Linked DNA regions of Mus musculus: regions 1, 2 and 3 are each linked to region 4. A link is a contact called in public Hi-C and promoter capture Hi-C data. All regions are on one chromosome and are shown on one strand. The core of a region is the stretch at or near the end of the contact, and the rest is flanking DNA. Distances in the headings are between cores, read along the strand shown. Region 1 holds the start of Mcoln2 (mucolipin 2). Region 2 has its middle 17 kb from the start of Gm40167. Region 3 holds the start of Syde2 (synapse defective 1, Rho GTPase, homolog 2 (C. elegans)). Region 4 holds the start of Ttll7 (tubulin tyrosine ligase-like family, member 7).

Region 1 (2,700 bases), core at 61-2,560, 700 kb after region 4:
ACCCTGTCTCGAAAAAAACAAAAACAAAAGAAAAGAACACACCTCTGTAGCCCCACCAACATGGTTTTATAGTTCAAAACCGGTCTTTTGAAGGTCTGAGAAGTCTATGCCACCCTTGCAGAAAAGCATCCATTCAGGTAGCCATCATAGACTAACTTCCCTATGGCTCAGTTTCCTTGCTGGCTTCAAGAACATCCTGCTAGGAAGGAGAGGCCGCTCCCTGCTCCCTTAGAAAACTTTAACAGCCCGCCACTATTTGTTTTAAGAGCAGCAAGCAGGAGCCAAAGGCCACTTTGTCCTCACCTCCCCGGCTCAATTGCGCTGCTGCAGACATTCAAACTCAGGAGAGGCCGCTTGGCAGAGCCACCTGGCTTCACTGAACGCCTTTTCATAGAGCTGGGGAAACCAGGGTTGACCACACCGCAACCCTCCCACCTAAGAAAAAGTCGGTTTGTTCCGGAAGGCAAACAATCAGCCTCATTTTTAACCGAGTGCAAGCAGTTAGCATTAGTTTGCCCGGGGTAGCAAGAACTCTAAGGTAGAGCAAACCAGGATCTTTTCAGAGTCCTGTCACCAGGAAAGAAACACACACACACACACACACACACACACACACATACACACCAAAAAACAAAAGTCATAAAACATCTGATCCCTCTCTGTCTCTCCGGGTCTCTTGCCTGGGAAAACCGTCAGTTTCAGGGCCAGCCATCCTCCTTCAGAACTTTCCAGGGCTCCCGGGACTGAAGGAGCTAGACCCATTCCCCGCCCAGAGGTTCAGTGGCCCCCAAATGAAAGCCTTAGGGGACCAAAGCCTCTTACCCTTCCAGTCAGCGCTCTGATCTCAGCCCCGGGACTTTGCGGAAAAGCGGCTGTGTGCACCCTGGTCGCTACGCGTGGCCCTGTCCTCCCGCCACGCCCCCCGCGTCCCCACCCTCGGCCGCTGACTTCCTTCAGCGCTGGGCGACCCAGGGCGCTGTCACGAAGGACTTTTGCTACGTAGCGGAGAGCCCGGACGCGAGGCAGAATGGGGTCCACGTGTGAGCTCAGGGACACCTTCTCGGCGGGAGATATTCCAGGAGGGGACGCTGGAATCCAGACGACCACCAGACATGGTCCACTGGGGGAGTACCCACCTGTGGTGGGGACCCCAAGTCAGGTCCGGGACGCGGTTCCACGCAGGCAGGTCCAGCGTCTCCTCGTCTCCGGGCATGACGTGACCCCAAATTCCCTCAGTCCCCACGGTCCCCACACCCGGCTCCGCCTACGGGTGTCTGCGAGATGCAGGTGGAGTGGACGCCCTTATAAAGGGAAGTCGTCCGGAAAGCCTGCTATGAGGCCGCCCGTCGTCCACCCCGCCCCCCTGGCCGTCCTGACCTCCTCCCTCCCGCCCCATTCCCCACCCCACCACCCCACCCCCGCCCCCAGACCTCTGACTCCTTCAAAAGTTCATTGCATTTCTTTTGAGCTCACCATGTGGCCCACACTGGCAACCAGAGCAATCCTCCGGCCTCAGCCTCCTGAGTACTAAGATTACAACAAGCACGTGCTACCAACGCTGGGATTTTGGACAAGTAAAGTGTTGGTACTGAGTTCTACCGGATGCTCCTCCCTCTTGGAATCAATAAGTTCGTGGGGATGGGTTTCTTCACTAAGGAGTCTTTATTCTGATAACTCCCTAACAAGTAGTTAGGATGACAGGGCAAGCATGTGGAAAGCAAGACCCCAGCCTCAGCCACCAAGTCAGCTTTCTGCAGCCAGTCTGCTTGACCCCTGAGTAGCCCAGAGTAGCCCACCCCAGCGGCCTCTATGCCCTTCCCCCTTGTTGCCTGAAAGCAGGGGCTTCAAGACAATTGGTTTCTATGAACCTGGCTACAGTACCCAACCTGAAGCTAGCAGGGCCTTTTGGACAGAACCGGCTCAGAGGCTCCTGTCGTCACCATGCAGTGGAGCTAACTAAACCCCTAAGTTTCCAGGCTATGTGCGTTAGGAAGTGTTCGAAAGGTCCCCATGTTTAGCTAGGGCAAAGGACAGTTTGTAGAGGATTATGTAGAAAGAGCTGGACAGAGCCTTTTGGACCCTTTGTGTAAGGTTTTTGTTTTTTGTTTTGTTTTGTTTTTTGCTTTTTGAGACAACCTCATATAACTGAGACTGGCCTCCAACTTGCTATGAAGCTGACGCTGGCCTTGAACCTGGTCCTCCTGTCTGCACCTCACAAGGGCTGTTGGTGTTGAGGAATATTCTGCCCCACCCCCACCCTTCCAAATCTACTCTGTTTTAAAAAGTCACTTTCCAAAAACTACTGGGTAAAAATGCTTGAGTTTTGTTTGTTTTTGTTTTTCCAAATTTCTTTTAGGAAATACGCTTACTGGGTATGGAAAGTCTGAGAAAGTCTGTCTGAAAAGTCACAGTGCCCACCGTACCTTCATGCTCAGGATTCTGTACACTGCCCCCTCCCCCCAGTGTAGCCAGTCCTGGGTTTGACCCCAGAATCATGGGGTGGACAGAGAGAATCCATTCCAGCAAGTCCTCTGGTCTCTGCAAGTCATGAGTGATACCTATGTGTGGGGTACACACACACACACACACACACACACACACACACACACACACGAGAGAGAGAGAGAGAGAGAGAGAGAGAGAGAGAGAGAGAGAGAGAGTGTATGTGTTCACAGACATTTGTTACTACTCCCAAGTCAC
Region 2 (2,700 bases), core at 165-2,664, 520 kb after region 4:
TTGTTCTGTTGTGTGGCCCAATATCCCTCAGCCATAATTAAAACAATGTGTGTGTGTACACTCTTACCTCCAAAGTTTTTTATGCACAAAAATTATATACTTAAAGACAGAGAGCTCTGTTTCTCACCATTTTCTCTATCTCACAGGTTTTCATACTCCTGTGTCCATTCAAGTTTCTATTGGCTGCCAACTCCTGACGTGGAGTGCTGTGTAATGCTTGCATAGTTTGGAGGCAGTGAGACTGGTTCCGGCTTGGGAGTTCTGCGGGGTGATCAGGACCTTTTCTCTCTCTGTCTGCATGTCAGCACGTGGTTTCCATACCTACAGCTGCTTCATGTTTCACATGCATCCACGATAATAGCGGCCATAAAATCTGTCTTCTAGATGGGAAGCAAAGAAAAAAGAGGGAGGGAAAAGGCTACGTCTATATTCTGTTTTTAAAAGCTTTCCTGGAAATTAACCCACCAGGTGTTGATATTCCATTGGCCAGAAGTTAATCATGTGAGAACCACTTGCCAGGGAGACTGGGAAATGTGATCTTTTTGCTCCTTATTAAGGATGTGGACAATATGGGATACTGAACAGGAACAATCACAATGTGCGGGACCTTGCCTTCATTTTACTTATCCAGAGTCACCTACAAGAGTCTTTTAAAATCACAGTATCTGATTTTTGTGGATTTTCCCTTAACTCCTCATTTATTAATTATAATTGAATAAGGAAGAGCTGCTCCTTCCTCCTGGGAACACAATTCTTTATTTATAATGGTATCGATTCTTCTCTGATCCCTTTAACAAGAGAATGGTCTTTGGAAAAGAAGAACCAAGTGCTTCCAGCATTACCTATCTCCCTAAGATGGTTTGAAATAACAATACAGCTAGCTACAAGCTTTAAGAAATGTGGGCATCACCAAGGCCACACAAGCACCCAGTGTCCTCACACAGCTCAAAAGTGGCAGGAAAAGAAAAAGGTCACATCAGGGTAGATCCACTAGTGTAAATTTCTCATTTGTCAAAAATATGAATTCATAGTTGGCAAGAAAAAAGAGCCAGTTGAGCTAGACAAATATGATTTCTGTTGACAGGATATTAGGTAAAATAACTCACACAAACTAACTAAGGTGGCACCCAGTAAATATTTTTAATAGTTTTTGTTGAAAGGGCTATCATCATTCAAGCACTTCTTGGTCTCTGAGACGTGTGGGTGGCTTAGTTGTTTTGTAAGACCTTTTTGAAACATGATAGGGTATATGAAAATTTAAAAGACCGCGTCTTAGTTACTTTTCTACTGCTTAACAACGTGGCCAAGACAGGTTATAGAAGGAAGGTTATACTTGGGCTACAGTACCAGACGGGTAAAGGTCTATGATGGCAGAGGGGCAGAGCCGCGATGGGCGGAGCCGCGATGGGCGGAGCCGTAGCAGGAAGCTGAGAGCTCACTTCTTCAAACTGCAAGCAAGAAGCAGAGAACGCCAACTCAAACTGGCCAAGGCTTTAAGCTCTCAAAGTCCACATTTGCTCTCCAGCAAGGCCGTAACTCCCAAGCTGCCCCTAACAGTACTGCAAACTGGTGTCCAAGTATTCAAATACTGGAGACTTTGGGGGAACATCTCATTCAATCCATCACAATCATAAATATTTTTAAAATAAAAATGATAGTAAGTCCACTTTCTGATGAATGTCTATGGTCTTTGGGTGGGAATTTGATGATGGAGTCGTTCCTCCTCTTTTTGTTTAGAAAGCCTAGACATCAAGGTTTGGGAACCTGGCAAATGGGCTTGGATTCGGGTCTGCTGGCTAGAGTCTCCATCTGCATTTGACCTGCACATTTGCTGGTCAGCCGGGGTAAGGACGTAAGGGGTGGGATCGAGGACATAAGAGGGTTAGAATTATGAGTCCGAAGCCTTTGGGTCATCTCAGAGGTGTCTACCGCGAGACTGGCAACTGCACGTTTAAATTTTAATTTGAAATGCCACGTTCACCTCCTTATTGTATTTTCGCCGAGAATACAAGACGAGCATACCTAAAGAGGGGGAAACGGAGTGGCTTGTTGAACAAGATTGTTCTAGAAGTTGGGATCCTGATTTGTAGTCTTGATCAGAGTGCTAGAGGCTGTTCGCATCAGTTTAGCTCCTTCATTTCCCTGAGATCTTTTCTCACAGAACCTGTCCTGCTCTGAAAACCTGTCTAGGATTTCCCTAAGAGTGCCTTGGGCTGCCTGCAGTATCTTCAGTAGAACTCTTTTGCCACCTAGTGGCCAAATTAAAGATCTTCGCCTTACCGTATCTTCTGCTTCCAGGTCCCTCCTTGATTGCAGCAAAAAGAACAAAGCCATTTTAGACTTTCCTCCGCAAGAATGCGGCAAACTGCCAGAGCTGGGAGGAACAAATGTTTAATTCATGTCCTTGGAAGCTCCGCTGGGTGAACAAACACAGCGCCGCTTCCTAAGGCAGAGGCCTTGGTGCAGTGGGCATGTGGTTACAAAGCGGTTCCTGACGGCGAGAACACCCAGCGAGGTGCCCTGATAAATGTAACCCCAAGGAGATGTGTTTGGGTTACTCCCTGTGAGCTAATCTGTTACACGCTGGTCCTTAATGCTTTCAGCTGCTCCCAGTTAATACTCATTAAGCATGCATGCAGTGCCTGTCCCTCTCTAGACATCTGAAATAGAGAGGGGTGAGAGGGTCCCCTCGGGTCTCCT
Region 3 (2,700 bases), core at 67-2,566, 860 kb after region 4:
CTGCAAAGTGTCCTACCTGTCAGTGTGATTCTTTGGTCCGTTGTCACCGAGAGGACGTGGTTTTCATGCACTTTCCAACTGCCCAAATTTGGAGAGGTTGTCTGCGCTCCGGGAACTTTGGGTGCTGTCCCGCGATCGCGACCCTTCATCCCCAGGGACAGCAGACGTCCTTTGTACATCCACTTCTGCAGTTTCTTGACAGTCACCGCAGGTGGCTTGAGGGGAAGATCCTCCGGATGGTCCTCTTGGCTGCTGGATATCACAGAGGTCCCCACAGGATCCTTAAAGGGTCGTCCCGAGGACCCGCTGGGGTCATGGCAGATGGGAGGCAGGAGAGCGGCGGACGTAGCAGCCCTGTGGCTGCCCGGGCTCCAGCCGTCCATCCCACCTCCACGTGGCTGGGGCTCGTCCCTGTCCCGGTGCGCACCGCACCTGATGCAGCTGTCGCTCGCCCACCGCTGGAGCAGAGGCGGCCGCCGGCTCACGCGGAGGCTCTCGAGACTTCTGCAACTGGACAGTTGTATCCGAGGACTGGGAGGCCGTCCCTCTCTCGACTCCGTCGGAGGCGACCGGGGCGGGGACACCTGCTGCGGAGGGCGGTCGCCGCCTCGGAGGCTGCAGGCTGGGCGCACGGCTGCGCCGCGGGGGAGAGGCGGCTGCTGGCCCTGAGCCCGGGCTCCCGCGGGTCCGCCCCGCCGCGTGCCCGAGTCAGGGGGTAGGTCGTGCATGGCCTGGATCAGCAGATAATAGGCCTCTCGCAACTGGGTCTGCAGCCTGCCCGTCTCCAGGCGGCCGCCCTCCATCCCCGGGGAGGAGCCCGGCGCTCGGGAAGGCGAGGCCCGCAGCGCCTCCGCCCCCTCGGGCGCGCAGCCCGCCGGCAGGTTCTCGTAGTAGTCGGCGCCCTCGTCCTCCCCGTCGTCGTCGCCGCTGCCCCAGGCGCCTGGGGAGGCGCGAGCAAGCGCGCGGCCCAGAGCGGCGGCCTCCTGCGCCCCGCGAGACCATGGCACCCGCGCGCCCGGCTGCTCGGTCCCCCATGCGGGCCGCTCCATACCGGGGCCCGCGAGCTCGTGGGGCGGCGAGCGTCCCTCGGAGAGCGAGGCCGCCACGGAGTCCGCGTGCAGCCCGAGCGCGCCGGGAGCGTGCCGCTCTCGGAGCCGGCCGAGCGTCCTCCGCAGGGGCTCCGCCATGAGCGCCGCCCTCAGCAGCCCGGCTCGCCCGGGGCGCGGGGCGGGCTCCGAGTCCCGCGCGGGCGGAGGCGGCGGCTCTCCATGACCACGGCCGGTCCTCGCCAGCTCCTCACATACTTGGCATAACTCGGCAGCGGCGGGTCGGTAGAGGGGGGCGCGGGCGCCGCAGCGCGCATGCCCCGGAACTAGAGCCGCGACGGGGCGCGCGGGCCAACACGCGGCGTTCCCGAGGTGGGCGCTCCGGGGGCGGGGCCTGCGCGGCTGCAGAGAGGGAAAGGTGGAGCGGGTCGGGCTGCCACCCCGCCAACCGCCCCGGCCCCTCCCCGCTGCCCCCTGCGCGAGGCGGGGCTCCGGTGCAGCAAGTCCTAGCTTGAGAGTAACAAAGACTGTTTGGACCGACCAAGTGCGAGTGCAGGTGTATCTCACAGGAGCGTTGTCCCCAAGATGTTCTGATCGGTTCCCTGCTCCCCGGAACTGTTGGAAAGGAATTTGCGGGGCTAGAGAGGTCGCTCGGTTGTAAGGATCGCTGGCTGCTCTGGTGTAGGACTCCAGTGTCAGGGGTTCCGAAGCCCTCTTCTGGCCTCCGCTGGCACCCGGCATGCGTGTTGTAAACCGTCATAGGTGCAGGTAAAACAACCATGCACGTAAAAATAAACAATAAAAAAGAAATCTGTAGCAAATCCTATTCAATAAGGAATTTTTAAAAAAAGTCCTTTATGTACTAGATCACTTCGGTTCCCTCTTTTTCAAATCTGTTTCTCCTTCTGTAAAAATGATACCTTCTCATCCAACGTTAATCCCTAGATCAAACAAAACTTGTTAAATGGAACCACAGATAAGAGCCCCGGGTACAACTACCAAACTAAAAGCGCTAGTTTACAGCTTTTAAATGTAAAAATGCTAACTGAAATTCAGTGTTCACTGGGTCGAAATAGAGAAAGGGTGAAATTTGGAAATACCTACTCTCAATACCAAACCCTGCCTGGCCTGGCACTGATCGATAAGAATCAGTGTTGCCATCATCTCTGATTTCAGCTATACTTTTTGGTTGTTATGCATTGGGAATGACCTTTGAGCCACTCATACCGCACAAATATCTAGCACATGCTTGCACTTAGTAGGTACTCAAGTCCTCCAAAAGTGGTAGTTGAGTGAATGGTCCTTACTTATTCCAGTATGGTCCTCCATGTAAGCCCAGCTGCTTTCTGTGCCTAAACGCTCCATCCTCTCAGCTCACTTGGATCTGTGCCGTTTGTTAGCGCCTGGCTCTCTGCCTTTGGAGTCATCCCCCTGTATCTGTATGCGTGTAATCTTCCCTGTGCTAGGCTTGGTGTGGTGGTATACTTGCTTGTGGAAGGAGGCTTAAGATGGAGGCAGTAGGAGGACAGCCTGAGGCCCTCTCTCAAAAAGCTAAACAAAGGAACAAAGAAACTGACAGGAGTGCCCCTCAGGTGAAGGCAAAGCTTTCAAGCCTAAAGATTTGAGTCAATTGTATCAAGACCCACACCCTGGA
Region 4 (2,700 bases), core at 112-2,611:
CAAGCCACATAGCATCACTTGAGTCTCGGCTTATTTATCACCCTGCTGTGAGTGATTCAGTCTCGCACCCCATAAGCTAGATCACTGTTCTTCCTTTGAATGTTACCCAAAAACTAAATAGCCATTTCCAGATTGCTTACTGTGCTGCTAATTGATTCTCCCGAGGCTCGAGCATCCAGCATCACCCAAAAGCAGGTTAGGCATCTCAGGCCCAGCTCTCCGACAGAGTATTGTCCAAATATACATTTTTTTTTCTAGATGCTAAGGAAATGGACTTTTTCTGCACAGGGTCGCAGGGCAATGTGCAGAAAGTTTACAGGTTGCTGTCACTAGTGTTTGAGACTACTCCTATGAAAATTAATATTATACTTAATATCTAATAGTGCATAAGTGGACCCAACACTGACTGATACAGTAGACGATCCACGGATGTTGGAGAGAGGGAGATCTGGATTCAAATTCTTGTTCTGTGACCTTGAGATTGTAATTTAAGCTCTCTCTTCCTCACTTTCCAGAACTGGTTCTGAGTTGAAGTGATACAATTATACACACACACACACACACACACACACACACACACACACACACACACACGCCCCTAATATATGATATTACTCATGATTCCTATACATCTTTTCTTTTTTGAATCCGTCAAACCAATGCTGAATATAAGACAAATTCTATAAAAAAAATTTTTCAGTTTGGGGGGATGTTTTGATATCAGATAAAGTGGATGTCTAGTGGGATGAGAAGTGGAGAAAGGAGACGTGTGGGAAAAGAGATCTCACTGACACACTTTCAAGAATACACAACATGCTTTGCTCAAGCAGGTTGACACTGGGGCTGGGGACAGAATATCATGACAGCTCAACCCAGCGGGGGACTGGGAGTTCTGCCCACTTCATCCTGCCAGAGAGAGTCTAGAAACTGAAGTGGGACCCCACAAATAATCCCGACCAGTCCCCTCCTCCTTCTGCCCAAACCACTGGGCGCCAATGATGCTGAATCATGAGCCTGGCAGCAGCCGCCCTCCTCAGCCGCTTCCACCCTGGCAAGTCTCCAGGACAGGCACTGGAGGGAATGGGCGCAGCGACCTGGGGTGTGGAGGAGAGGGGCGGGGGCAAGGGCAGGTACTCACAGCTGAGGCACCTCTCTGGCTGGATCCAGTGGCCGGTCTCTTGGTGGCCCACACTCCCCGCCAGCGGCTGGCGGCTCCCCGGTCGGTCCACTCCGCGTGTCGTCTTGGGATCACCTCAGCTCGCCCACCCCCCCGGGGCAGCCGCGGTTCAGAGCTTAGAAGCTCGACCGGACCAGGAGCAGCTGGAGCAGCTGTCGTGCCCAAGGGGGTGGTAGCTACCGATGGGCCAGACCATTTGCCCACTGCGCCCAGGGGTGCGCATCGTGCATGGAGGTACAAGCACCAGGACCTCGAGAGGGCTGGAGACGGGCAGAAGAAACCAAGGAAAAGAAGGGTCCTCTACCCACAACTAGGCCTGAGCGCTAAGGACCTCCTGGACCCATGGCTTCTCATCTAGGTATGCAGAAGAATGAGCTGGGCTTTCCAGGGCACCCCTCACCCCGTCTTATTCTTGGTCCCGCTCAGGGAGCGTTCAGAACGCCTTTAACAGAGGACCTAGCAACGCAAGCTCCAGGGTGCCATCCCCTCCTAAGGGGATGCTAGGGGAGCTGGCCTGACATCTATCTGGGCCACCTCCTTCTTCATCTTGTGACCCAGACCACCAGGTCCCAAGTCCACATGTCAGCTTAACACACAGGAGTGCCTAAGATCTCGCAAAAGGGCTCTTCTGGTCTTTTATTACTATTTAGCTATATTTAGATAATAATAATAGAGTATCAAAAGTCAACCTGAAAGTAAGATCAAGTGAGCGCCCTTGCATCAGGATGTCTGAGGAGCTTAGAGCCCGCTAACAAAATCTCAACACGGAAGTTGGAAAACGTAGATTGAAGGGGTAGACACTTTGGACAGAGCTATGATAAAGTCCAGAAGAAATTCAAGAATAGTTGTGCTTTCTTGTTCATGAGTTCAGTCAGTTTCTGTTCATGATTACTGTCTTGGTAACCCGGAAATAATCGTTATCTCACATGAGATGAACCTCACAGGATAGGGAAAGTTCATAAGCATGAAATTTCTTTGACTTCCACAGTTCGTGCCCAGCCAGACTCACGTACGTTTCCAGAACACAATGGTTAACAACCAACTGTATAGCTCTCCATCTAGAAGAAAATTGGCAGTTACCTATAAAATAAGACTAGGGTGGGGTGTTTTATGTATCCCAAATAAAATGAAATTTCACAACTTAAAGTTACTGTTTCTGGAATAAACTGGCCCCTTGAATAACACCAATTGAGCACTTACATGAACATTACAGTGGAAGTATTTTCAATTCTAGCCTTCACTTGCTACTCTACTCCTATTGAGATCAGTGGGAATGCTGCTGGTTTTCAGATGGGGCTTTAACTGGCGTAGAACAGACGCTGACCATCTGGACTTAACACTGGAGGTGGGGGATGGGGGAAATACACTGTAAACCTTAACATAGCTATCACTGGGACCTGGGTGTGAGTCTGACCCTTGTGAAAACTGGGTTTTATGAAAGAGAAGAGATATTTGGGTATCTAAGATGGATGTCACCCTGGTGTGGAAAAGGAGACCAGAAAGGGGTAAATGGACGTTTCCCA

The links. Promoter capture Hi-C pulls out the DNA fragments that hold promoters and counts their contacts. A called contact is a pair of places that touch in the nucleus more often than the background predicts.
Region 1: a promoter capture Hi-C map of hippocampal neurons shows a contact between it and region 4, with 5 times the contacts expected there. The contact joins the promoter of Mcoln2 here to the promoter of Ttll7 in region 4. A contact is called at or near these places in 14 of 39 promoter capture datasets (the 3T3-L1 cell line, 3T3-L1-derived adipocytes, the HPC-7 cell line and 9 more).
Region 2: a contact with region 4 is called in a Hi-C map of cortical neurons, with 2.8 times the contacts expected there. The contact joins the enhancer-like site here to the promoter of Ttll7 in region 4. A contact is called at or near these places in 15 of 39 promoter capture datasets (3T3-L1-derived adipocytes, the C10 cell line, the HPC-7 cell line and 10 more), 4 of 484 Hi-C or Micro-C datasets (the G1E-ER4 cell line, cortical neurons and pre-megakaryocyte-erythroid progenitors), 8 of 115 datasets of contacts at active chromatin or transcription factors (craniofacial prominence, embryonic basal ganglia, embryonic forebrain and 4 more) and 1 of 9 other capture datasets (embryonic stem cells).
Region 3: a promoter capture Hi-C map of hippocampal neurons shows a contact between it and region 4, with 2.9 times the contacts expected there. The contact joins the promoter of Syde2 here to the promoter of Ttll7 in region 4. A contact is called at or near these places in 3 of 39 promoter capture datasets (hippocampal neurons, liver and pre-B cells) and 3 of 115 datasets of contacts at active chromatin or transcription factors (astrocytes, cardiomyocytes and embryonic forebrain).

The regions. Positions count from the first base shown.
Region 1 is chr3:146,148,443-146,151,142 of GRCm38.p6, reverse strand. It overlaps Mcoln2 (mucolipin 2), which reads right to left and starts at 1,310. Exons shown (of 14, transcript NM_026656.5): 1 at 1,137-1,310. The coding sequence starts at 1,213.
Region 2 is chr3:146,327,680-146,330,379 of GRCm38.p6, reverse strand. No RefSeq gene overlaps it. Among named protein-coding and RNA genes, the nearest start is that of Gm40167, 17 kb to the left of the region's middle. Within about 2 kb of position 1,414, at least 118 of the 459 cell types and tissues checked have an H3K27ac peak or open chromatin away from gene starts, as enhancers often do. A contact at or near this core is called in the G1E-ER4 cell line, cortical neurons and neural stem cells, where this site is marked.
Region 3 is chr3:145,986,486-145,989,185 of GRCm38.p6, reverse strand. Syde2 (synapse defective 1, Rho GTPase, homolog 2 (C. elegans)) reads right to left here and starts at 1,316. Exons shown (of 7, transcript NM_001166064.1): 1 at 17-1,316. The coding sequence starts at 1,187. It overlaps Gm35352 (a long non-coding RNA gene), which reads left to right and starts at 1,691. Exons shown (of 3, transcript XR_376174.3): 1 at 1,691-1,814.
Region 4 is chr3:146,851,028-146,853,727 of GRCm38.p6, reverse strand. It overlaps Ttll7 (tubulin tyrosine ligase-like family, member 7), which reads right to left and starts at 1,361. Exons shown (of 21, transcript NM_001357217.1): 1 at 1,139-1,361.